Linked DNA regions of Rattus norvegicus: region 1 is linked to region 2. Evidence: chromatin contacts called from public Hi-C data. All regions are on one chromosome and are shown on one strand. Each heading gives the region's core, a stretch centred on a gene start, on an enhancer-like site or on the middle of the called end of the contact. The rest is flanking DNA. Distances are from core to core; before and after follow the strand shown. Region 1 overlaps Ctnnd2 (catenin delta 2). Region 2 overlaps Ctnnd2 (catenin delta 2).

Region 1 (6,236 bases), core at 390-2,889, 410 kb after region 2:
ATGCTATTCTAGTACAGAATTATGAGCAGTGGTGTTGGAAGTAGGTCACCTGGGTATAAGACCCAACCTCTAGAATTTAAGTCCTTTTTGTAATCTTTAAAGTGAGACTGATATAATTACCTATTGAATTAATCTGATTTGGACTGGCACATCACACACACACACACACACACACACACACACACACACACACACACACACTTGCATATAACAAGGAAGTCAGAACCGGACATCGAACATCTTCTTTTGTTCTCTGCATTGTTGCCTGGAGATGGTGTCTTTTACTAACTGGAAGCTCATTGATTTGGCTGGGTTAGCCAGCCAAGGCTATCTTGAGATCTGTTTCTTTCTACTCCAAGGCTGGGGATATACACATGGACAGCCATTTTATGTACATATTGTGAATTGGACCACAGATCTCCAGGCTTCCAAGGCAAGTACACTTTTCTCCTGAGCCATAATCTCCGGGCTTTTCCTTGGTCTACCTTCTTTCATTTGTTTTGTTTTATGTGCATGGATGTTATGCCTCCATGTAGGTCTATGTGTGTGCACCATGTGTGCCTGGTGTACAGGCCAGGAGGGGACATTAGATTCATTAGACCTGTAGTTAACAGACACTGTGAGCCACTGTGCAGGTAAGGAAAATTGAACCCACATCCTCTGGAAGAGCAGCAACCAGTGTTCTTAACAACTGGGCCATCTTCCCACCTCTAATCTACTTTTAAAAAAATGGTATGTGCAACATGCTTGAACTTGTTTGGATTATAAGAGAAAGCCATCACTGGTGCAGATGAGAGCAGCTACACAGTCTTGTTAAATCACTGCTCTCATTTATCCTCTTCATTTATGACAATTCTCATCTTATTAACTTTTAACATATTCCAGTTTTGTTTTTTTTATGTCTGAGGGATCTTCCTTCTAAGTTTTAGCATTTCTCTCTCTCTCTCTCTCTCTCTCTCTCTCTCTCTCTCTCTCTCTCTCTCTCATCTTTCCTACTCTACCTACATGCTATACCATCCATGTTTCTCTCCTCTCCCCGATGCTGCTTCTAATTCTTGCTTTATGTTCTGTATCCTTCATGGTTTTTAGAATAACCATTGCCTCGCCATATCCTAGGTCACCATATTGACTTCTGATCTCAAGTACTCCATGTATTCCTGTGTGTATCAGGGAAAGATCAGCTTATAAGAGGCAGAAGAGCTTTGTTCTGTAGGGAGATGGGGAAGGTTAGGGAGGGTGGAAGGAGGTCTATCTCTATGGTGCTCAATGCCCTCAATGGAGTCATACCCACTGTTGCAGGCTATTACTTGGGTTCTTCTCTGGTCCTTGCCATGACTCTTTCTCCTATTCCATAGAGAGTACTGTGGTCCTCCACTGGGTCAACATTTCACCTCAGCTCTGAAGCTTCTATTAACTTCAAAAACCAGGTTGCGTCTGAGATCCAAATCAAGGATTATTTCTTTGTTCATTTATTGTCAGAATCCCCCAAACATATCTTTGCTATTTATAATTCCTTATTTTCTGTCAACTTTCTCTCAACACTGTGAGGGGTCATGTGTCTCCTCAGAGCAGCTTCCTTCAGTGTTGTAGCCCTGTTACTGTGTAACTGGAGATTGGATTCCCAAATGCTGTAGAAATATCCTCAGTACTGAATTAGGTAAGTGTGATTTGCATCTTTCCTATTTCTTAGAAATTTCTGAACAGTCTAACCTGCATTTGTTTAAATTGGCCTTATAGTGATAAAAAATTCAACATCAGTCTCAGTTTAATGATGTTTATAGCATAGAGAGTTCTAAACATTTCCCACAACACTGAGCATGGGCAAGAGATTTCAGTTGTGTTACCAGACATTTTATCTAACTAAAATCTGGATTCTTTTCTTTCTTTTTTATTTTTTTTTTAGACTTGGTTAATGATTAGACAGTCTAGGTAAAAGTTCTTTGGAGTTTCTCAAACAAACATGGTAAAATAAATAACACTAAAATTAACAAAACATTTTCTAGGAACTGAAAGACCAGCTATTACACCATGACCCCCTCACTCCCCAAGCTTGTTAGGATAGCTTCAAGCTCTTAATTTATCCGATTTTTATCTCAACAAATCAGAGGAAGAGAGAATACTAGATTTAGACAAATGTGACCTTGGTTCTTTTGAGTTTGGAGTAGAAGTTCTCAGCAAAAATTTATCATTAAGGGGACCAAATAATAGTAGACATGTCATTTAATGATTGAATTAAAGCTGATAAGAACAATTAAAGTAGTAATAGTGTTAAATCTACTCATGGTTCATTGCTCTGTAAATATTAATTGCAAGGAAATTTGCATATGAAAGCCTAATTTTAATCACAATTAATTGATTCAAAAAAGATATGCAAATCAACGTGCCTGGGTGATCTTTGTTAGTTTTAATTGCCTAGCAACTAGAGACCCAGCAGCCATTTCTCTATCATGTGTGCAGCAGAATGCAGTGCCCAGTTGGCAGGACAGGCCTGTCCTTAACCAAGGCCATCATCGTATTCACCTGAATGGGGCTCAAAGCATGACAGAACAACCTTGCAGTGATTTCCATAGCAACACTTCACTAGTCCCTGTCCTACACCTAAACCAGATCTTTCCTTCTTGGAGGGAGAATGTCAGAATCCTCTGGTTCCTGGAGTCAACCTATGGAGGGCACCTTGTCCAGTAGTAAATATTTAACATCCACTTTCTGTCAGGCATGTAGCTGGGTGACATGACAGAAAGAGATTCAGTGTGAACATCATTGCATCTGTTTGAATAACTACTGGAGTAAACTGAGGACAATGATAATGACTGAGATCTCAGAGTCTTGCTGCTCTGCAGGTTGGCTGACAATCAGCCAATAAGCCTTTATCGGGCATGGGGCGTGTCCTAGTTACTTTTCTCATTGCTGTGAGGAAGTAACTGATGAAGCAAGTTTTGGGACAAAGAATTTAGTTTTGTTTACAGTTTAAGTATACAGTCTATCATAGAGAGGAAAGCAGGGACATGAGATGGTAACTCCCATTGTATCCTTGGCCAAGAAACCCCCTCACCTTAGAAGTTTTTGCACATTTTTATGAATCTATGAAGTAATGAATAGAGAAGGGAAACCCCAAGTGATACAGTCACCTCTCTGTGATTGGATCTAGCACGTGAAAACTAAGCCTTTGGGGGATATTGTTGCAGAATATTTGACCACACTGTCAACGCTGAGATTGTATTATTTGGGGGAGAAAGAGAGAGAGAGAGAGAGAGAGAGAGAGAGAGAGAGAGAGAGAGAGAGAGAGAATGTGTGTGTGTGTGTGTGTGTGTGTGTGTGTGTGTGTGTGTGTGTGTGTGTGTGTGTGTGTGTTTCTTGTTGTGGTGTCGCTCAGCCCTTAGCACAGTCCATCTGGCTGGCATACAGATACGCCCTTAGTCCACACCTTTAATCCCAAACAATGAGGTAAAGTTAGTTTGTAGAAGAAAGCACCTATATTTGAAAATGATGTCTAATTGAGATGCAGACAAAGTGATAAATAGAAAAAGATTCGATGAGATTGGGAATGCCCAACTATCATGAGAAGGGAGAGGGAGGCAGGAGGCAGTTTTACTGGGACAGCTGTGCAGAGACAGGTTAACGAGAGAGCGAGCTAGACACAGAATGAGCCAGCGAATGAGAAGGAGCCAGGAGATTCGAACAGATTCCTAGAGTCAGTTTAAGGCCAAGCAGAGCAATTCAGGAGAAGCTGAGGGAAGCCAGGTTGAATCAGTCAGCCTGTAGAACAGTTTGAGCCAGTGGAGTTCAGAAAGAACTAGGAAGGGGTGAGTTTATTGAGCAGCAAGTCTAAGAGGCTGAATACTTTCTAGGTCTAGAGTAGATTTACAGAGGCTAGACGCCTCCAGGACCAGGCCTAGTTTAGCAGACGGGGCAGTAAGCCTGGAGACAACAATTGCTGAGGAGAACAAAAGTTAAAATTTTACTGAATATTCAGTATTCGAGTAGCTACAGGTTCCTTTTGGCTATTGATTTAGGAGTCTAGGAAATCAAAGAGCCTAGATTGACAAGGGCCTTCTGCACAACTCCTGCTACTTAGGATGAAGGCAAGAGGGCATGTTGGAGAATGCAAAAGTGAAGGTCCACTTTGCTTCTCAACAATCCGCTCTCATGCTCACTAATCCAGTCTTATGAAAGTGAGAGCTCACATACACATGAATGGCTTTGATCCAACCATGAGGACTGTCCCCATGACTTAGTGTTTTTCTACTGGACCCTACCTTTTCAATCAGGATGTAACGTGGGTTCCAGTAGAAACATTTTCAAAGCATGGCATCCTTCCAGGTCTGGGAGTTGGCAGAAGTGAACAGAGCTATGGTAAGCAATGGAGGAAGGTGTGCTGAGGCACCCACCGCTTCATCCCATGTCAAACAGCATCAAAGAAGCGAAGGCATGGTAGCCCATTGGAAACAGTGCTTGCCACTGACTCTTGGAGTTTCTATATATCAAGTGTTGTGAGATTCTTTAGATGTTTTTGTGTGTACTCATTTATAGGGATTTTGTTCATATGCATTTGTGTGCATGTGTGTGCTCAAATGTGTAGTGGCCAGAGGTCAACGTTAGATGTCTTCACAGTGACTTTGCATTTTGTTTCTTTTTTTTTTTTAAATTTTTTTCCCATCTTTATTAAATTGGATATTTCTTATTTACATTTCAAATGTTATTCCCTTTCCAGGTTTCCAGGCCAACATCCCCCTAACTCCTCCCCCCCTCCTTCTATATGGGTGTTCCCCTCCCCATCCTCCCCCCATTACTGCCCTCCCCCCAACAATCCCGTTCACTGGGGGTCCAGCCTTGGCAGGACCAAGGGCTTCCCCTTCCACTGTGTTTTGTTTCTTAAGGTAGAGTATTCCACTGAAACTGAGATCACTAAGTCGACTAATCTGTATAGCCTATGAGCTCCAGGGATCCCTGTCTCTGGCTCCCCAGAACTGGTATTGAATGAGACACCTTTGTTTCTGGAATTTGCTATGGATGCCTAGACACAAACTCAGTTTCTCATGCTTGCGTGGCAAGTATGTTGCTTATTGAGTCATCTCCCACCTTCCTAGGTATTTTTACAGTTAACAAGTAAGTTATTATTTTGTAAATCAATTATTTTGCTCTTAGTTGAAAAAGTAAATTGTAAAATTGAGGAAAAATGGTTTTTGTCCTCCATCCCATTGACTTTTCAAAACTTAAAAATAGTCTTGTTATCTCATAGAACCCCAACTTCTGTTAAATTTCACAGGACTAGATCATGCTCAGAAGATGACTTCACCAATATTTCTTCTTGGGATGGCAAGATGGGCTAAGCAGATAAAGGCACTTGCCAGCAAGCCTGACGACCTGAGTTCAATCCTAAAGACTCATGTCACAAAAAATAGAGAACCTCCTTCTACAAGCCATCTTCTTGCATGCACATGTTTCCCCTGGAACACATGCGTGTCTCCCCCATCACTGCCTCCACACATGCTTACAAATAAATAATGTGTGATAAAAAATATTTCCTCTCGTTGCCCCAGGAAGAAGAAAATAGACAGAGGCGCATAGCCACATTCAAGATGTACTATATACTGCTCACGTTGATTGGAAGGTCAAAAACAAATTGTCATGACATTCGAAGCATAAGTCAACAGAAATATCTCCTCTCACATTCCTAGAGGCTAACGATCTAAAGTCAAGGCGTGAGCAGGGCTCTGAACGCTGTCTCTGACTGTCCTTAGCCCAGTTTTTCCCTTTTCTCTTCATGTGACCTTCCTCCCTGGTTATGTTTGCATCTCAAATTCCCCTTCCTCTCTTGTGGGGGTACGGGTCATTGAGCCCACAATAAAAGATTTGGTGTTGAGACTTTTAATTGTATTAGCAGAGACACGATCCCAACTGCTAGGAATAAGCAGTTGGGGATATTATTGGTTGTAGCAGATTTGCAACTTACTACACCTGGCTTTTGTAATTTGAGATACATTTTTCTTTAGATCAACATGCCATTGTTTTATGTTCTGGAAATTTGCACCATTTAAAATAATTATATAAAAATTGTTTGGATTTTCAAGGAAATAAGCAAGTCTGTGTTTCGACTGTGTTTTTATTTTTTTTTCGACTGTGTTTTTAAAGCCATGTACCAAAAATAGATGACATGGGAATTAAAATCAGATATTCTGCAGTCTGCAAATTATATGTTTCCCTTGATGGAATTAAATTGTCTAGAAAACACAATT
Region 2 (5,597 bases), core at 1,111-3,610:
CACTGTTACTGGAGGTGAGAAGAAAGATAACCATTGCCTACATTAAGGACGTGTGCGATTCAGTTCAGGAATTATTTTTTTCTGGCAAACTGCGGTTTGGTTCAAACCCTTCCGTGAGCCAGAGTGAAGCAAAGGAGAGGAAGAAGTAGCTCCCCCTCCCCTGTGTTCATGCATGAGCCACGCCTCAAAAGCGGAGTTGGTTTACACAAGTTAGAGAGTTTTCTCATCTTGAAATTAGACAGTTATATAAATGCACAAAGCCACTGCAAAGTGCGAGTAAAAGCAACCAGACTGGAAATGTGCTTGCTTGCATTCCTTGTCGCTGGCCTCCCTGTGAGGACTGCAGTTACTGTCTAAGCTGTCTCTCATTGAGTTTTAAAATACTGCCTTTTGGGTCATCTAGCATACTAGATAAGCAAGTGTTTGAGATATCTATATCTATGTGTATGTCTACCTCTATCTATCTATCTATCTATCTATCTATCTATCTATCTATCTATCTATCTATCTATCTACCTACCTACCTATCATCTATCTATCTATCTATCTATCTATCTATCTATCTATCTATCTATCATCTATCTCTGTATTATCCATCTATCTATCTATCTGTGTGTGTGTGTGTGTGTGTGTGTGTGTGTGTGTGTGTGTGTGTGTGTGTAGCTTTCCTGATGCCAAGTGCTTTATTTTGGTACCTTTACAAGAGTATAAGATTAGAAGCAGCCCCTGGACACTACAGTTCATATCTAACAGCCAAAACTTAATGGTTTTGTTCTCTACTCCATTAAAGACTCTGGGAATGACCTTGAAAATATTACTTAATTCTTTTATGCCTCATTACGCTCCTACTTACATTGTCTCCACAATGAGTCCTTCCTCTCCCTAGGGCTCTTCAAGGACCACTCATGTGCTTCTGAACTCCTCGCTCTGCGCCAAGAAGAGATGTATAGAATGACTGCCATTATTTTAGGGGGCTGGAGAATTGACAGGGGAAAATTGGAATTTCACCTCATCAAACCAGTAAATACTTTTCACATTTAATACCACATTTCTTCTGATCCGAGATGATCCAAATGTGTTAGGAATCATGCACACAGGCAGCGACTAGGACTGGTTCCCATGATGCTTGCAAATGGCCAACTGACCACTAATTAAGGTCAGCCATGGACTCTATAACAAGGTCCTGTCTGACAAAGAAAACCTAATCAATGAAGTCATGTGTATATGCAGGTAACTTGTCTTTGGGACCGATTCCGTCCACCTCAGTTCATGTGCTTTTATTCTCTAGTTTTCTAATGACCGCAGAATGTAGTTTCTTTCTCTTTATTTTTACTAATGGAGTCCATTTTAATGTTAAACTGATGGCTTTCTTGCTGACCAATGTCACATTTTATCCAGTGTAAATTAGTCTGTGGAAATAACTGTCCGTAAGTCCTTTTGAAGGTGTATGACTATCTTGTGAGCTTTCACAGAAGCAGGACAGATTCAAATGTGATCAGAGGAAGCTGGACTAAAATGGAAGGCTGGCAACTTGGCTTCAGTGGTGGGCTTGTGTATGCTGATGTAAATTTAGATATATAAAATTCAATATTATGTTACTCATCTTCTCTAGGTATTCATGTAGTTAAATAATGACTTCACCATGAGTTTGATGTCTTGAAAATAAAACTTGCAAATAAATTTGTAATTGGTCTTCATCTTCCCACTTTATTCAACCTCTTGCTGTGTCACTGGGACATTAAAATTGTGCTTAGAGTTCAGAGAGCTGCTTCACGTTTCTCAAATAGCTAAATGAGAGACATCTTTTCTCAATTGTGCAAATTATATGTGTGGTGCGTAGAAATTAGATAATGATTTGCCAATAAGATGATGTGTAGATTGGTTATTCGAAATTGAAATTCAGTCACTTGTACAATTTAAATTTAGCATCGTTTTGAGAGTAATTACCACTCCATAAACTAAGCCTGTCTGTGTCGCCTCTTGTGGATGGCATGCACAACACACCCTCCCGAGGGGGCTGAAGCAGGGCTCCAGTGACACAAGAGAGCCTTTCAAAACTAGGCTCTATTTTCTCTGGAGGAATAACTGACGTCAGCAAATGTCAGTAGCCACTTGTTTGTTAATTAAGTTAATAAATGACTAGTCGATCCAGTAAGTAAATGGTTCTAGCAAAAAAAAAAATACACGCTCAGATTATGAAAAAAATCAACTAGAAAATTCACAAAGCAGACAGAATGGGTTTGAACAGAGTGAAGCTACCCGTTACTTGTTCTGTTTGTCACTCATTGCAGAGATGTTACTGTCACACTAGTTGGAAGACAGACAGACAGACAGACAGACAGACAGACCAATGCCTCTCCTAGTGAAGCTATAGAGACCAGTGTGCTAAGATGAGTTACTCCAGTTAGGGAATCATAAACTCCCTGCTGTATTCCTTTCGGCTCACCAACCTTGTGACAACCAGATTACGTTCTAGAATAGGAGTCCGTTCCTGTGCACACCGATGAGCATTATCGCCCAGGTTTGAAGTTTCTGTTTCTTTAAAGAGAGCAAGGAATCTAAAGCAAACATGGGGCCTGCTGACAGAAGAGTCTTTCCGTTTTTGTAATGTGTCGGTTGCCTTTAACATCGGCTCCTCTGTAATTAATTCCACAGTGCTTTAATAGTTTATCTTAAAGGGATTTTACCAAAGCAGGCATTTAACGACAAAATAATAAAACTCTCTTCTTGATAGAGTATTATATCCCGTGATTTACAAGTATTTAATTGAAAAATTATGAATTAAAGCTAAATGAGTGAATTTGGAGGCAGCATAGCTAGCTTCTGGTAACATGCTCCTTAGCCATTTACGTGAAGGGGTCTCAGGCTTCCTTGAAACAGACAGGTGACCACAGGTGCCCAGAGCTTTACAGAGCAAGGAGGATATGCTGGAGCTCATTAAGAGTGTTTTAAAACATAATTTCTTGTTGCCATGGTAGACACTCAAACACCTAAATACTAAGATCGCTGAAGAACTCCCCCGCTGGTTAGGTTTCTCACTTCCAAACGAGTATCTGAAGGTTATGTGTGGTCGGTGTGTGCACATTTTCTCTAAGAGAAGGAACTTACCTTTTGCATCCAGCAGCCCTGGCCCATTCTGGACCTGGATTGCTCCTGAGTAATGAGCTGTCTTTGTCATTGGTGCTCAACAGTAAAGGGTATCACAGTAAAGGAGTTAGTGCACAATCTAGAGACAGGGAACGACAGGGTTTGGACAACAGAACTCTTCCCTCCACTTACTGCAGGTGTCACCTCTCCAGTTCCCAGTTTTGCCCTCTGGAAAGGGTCTGGTGGGGGTAAGGGGGTGATAACAGAAAAGCCTCAGCTTGCTTGTTAGTGAGTTAGTGTTTTTGAAGAGCTCAACCTGGTGCTCACTAAGTACTCTTACTGGTTTCCAGAAAAGCGTTTGTTTAACTTAAAACCTTGATCATTGAAGCTGGAGAGAAGGCTCAGTGGTTAAGTGCATCAGCTGTTATTCCAAAGGACCAGAGTTCGAGGCTTAGTGTTACTAGCCACCCGGAATCCCAGTTTCAGATCTGATGCCCTCTTCTGCCAGGTGTGCACGTGATGCACAAATATAGGTGTAGGAAATTCACTCATACACACAAACTTTCTAAAAATGATGAAATATAAAAACTTTGAGCATGTAGTCATTTCTTTTACCTCATTTGTAGACCCATCTATGGGCACATAATATTCTTTAGGATAAGAGCTAAGGCTAATGTTGACACAAATGCTCATTTTCAATTGCTCTCTTCTAAGAAACACAAAAATTCATTGATATGGGACCCTTCTAGAGACAAACAGAAAGGATGTATTGTTAAATGTTTTGTACATTTTTAGCCAAAATCTGTAATATCAACAATGTATATTTTTATTTTTAGGTTTCTAAAAAATATATATGGAGTCATAGGCATGCCAGACTGGCCTTGAACTTGCTATAGCTGAATATGAAATCGAACCCCCAATCCTCCTGCCTCCACCTCCCAAGTACTGAAATTATAGGTGTGCACAAGCTCAACTGGTTTAGCCAGTACTGAAAATTGAACTCAAAGATTCATGCAAACAGTCTAAGGTGTTTATGTAATGGAGAATTTTAAATTCATAGATAAACAGGGAGTTAAAATGTATCTGTTAATTTTGACATCTGATTTCCTTCAGATCCTTGAACAATTATATAATAAACAAATTTTGATCTCAAGAAATTTCTGTGTCTTGATAGCACATGCAGGCTAATGAGGGTTTTGCACTGGAAAGAATGCAAACCTGTTCTTTCACTCTTTTAGAAGTAATGCTGTTACAGATTAAAACCTTATTTACCTGTCATCTCTTTAGAGATGTGGAAAGTTTATCAACAAGATAGAGGTAGGAAAAAAAGTAGCTAACTAATTAAAACTACTGGACCTCACACCTCAAGAAAAACAATTTGACGGTTTTGTTTCATAAAGAAAGATAATGTTTTCCACCTACAAAGCAATTGTTTCGCCTTAGCAGTAATACAGCATTTTTCTAAGTATTGTACTTCTTTGCTTTAAGTTTATTTAAACATTTTAAAACACTTGTAATAGAATAAATTTATGGTAACTACATGTCACAATACTTGACATTTTATTCAATATTGCAATCCCCTGAGGAATGCAAAAGAATACAAAGGAGGAGAAATAAGGAAGTAGACAATGGAAACCCTAGGGCAGAGGGAGATTTCCCAAAGGTAGAATCACTCATTATACACTGCTGGAAAAAAGATTTTAATTATCACATTGTCAGAAACATCAAAGATGACTCGTCAATATTTGCCAAAGTGCATGAAAATTGCCATTTAGTTTTCTGATGCAGATGGACCTTTGCTAGACAAATTCTAAGGGGACGATGACATTATTTATCTCTGCCAAACATGTTCATGTTCTCATACCAAATAAATTTCCTAGGCATCTATTCTAAAATGATACATATATATGTGGGACAGAATAAAAACAAGTGGCCCCAATTCAAATTCCTTATCTGAAGAAAACTGCAAGAACAAGGAGAGAAACACATCTCACTAGCAAAGGCACCCACAGGATGAGAGTCACAGGATGAATGGCACTGTGTCTACTGTTAAATGATAAATGTTTAGTTTTTTGCACCTCAGAAATAGTTTCATGCTGTTATCACAGGTTTGTGGTGTACACTTGGAAATCTTCCCTAAATAATTTACATTCTTTTTATGGATGTTTTCATGAATTTGGGTGTAATGATGTTGATGCATAAAGGCTGGCTTGACTTCAAAAGTTATGAGTGTTGGAGTGAACCATGTTGGTTAGCTGCAAACTCACCAGCAAGATGCATGATATATGGCTTTTGTGTTTAACTTTGATTATTTAAAAGTATATATTAAAGGAGTTCAAATATGTATTAAAAGAGTTCTGGTTTAACTGCCAGTTATGATGAGGTGAATACCTATGTGGCCTGAATTTTGTCTCATAACAATTTTGGAAGTGTATCCTTGTTTTATTTAGAAACATTATCATCTCTCTAAATGTATCATTTATATTTAATGTAATACACTACATGTGTTT

Evidence for each region. Hi-C and Micro-C count contacts between places; a contact is called where the count stands out from the background.
Region 1: a Hi-C map of liver shows a contact between it and region 2, with 4 times the contacts expected there. The contact joins two enhancer-like sites.

The regions. Positions count from the first base shown.
Region 1 is chr2:83,436,017-83,442,252 of GRCr8, forward strand. The region is part of intron 9 of Ctnnd2 (catenin delta 2); the gene reads left to right. Among named protein-coding and RNA genes, the nearest start is that of Rnu1-80, 420 kb to the right of the region's middle. Within about 2 kb of position 1,640, at least 1 of the 93 cell types and tissues checked has an H3K27ac peak or open chromatin away from gene starts, as enhancers often do. A contact at or near this core is called in liver, where this site is marked.
Region 2 is chr2:83,022,386-83,027,982 of GRCr8, forward strand. The region is part of intron 1 of Ctnnd2 (catenin delta 2); the gene reads left to right. Among named protein-coding and RNA genes, the nearest start is that of Ctnnd2, 150 kb to the left of the region's middle. Within about 2 kb of position 2,361, at least 3 of the 93 cell types and tissues checked have an H3K27ac peak or open chromatin away from gene starts, as enhancers often do. A contact at or near this core is called in liver, where this site is marked.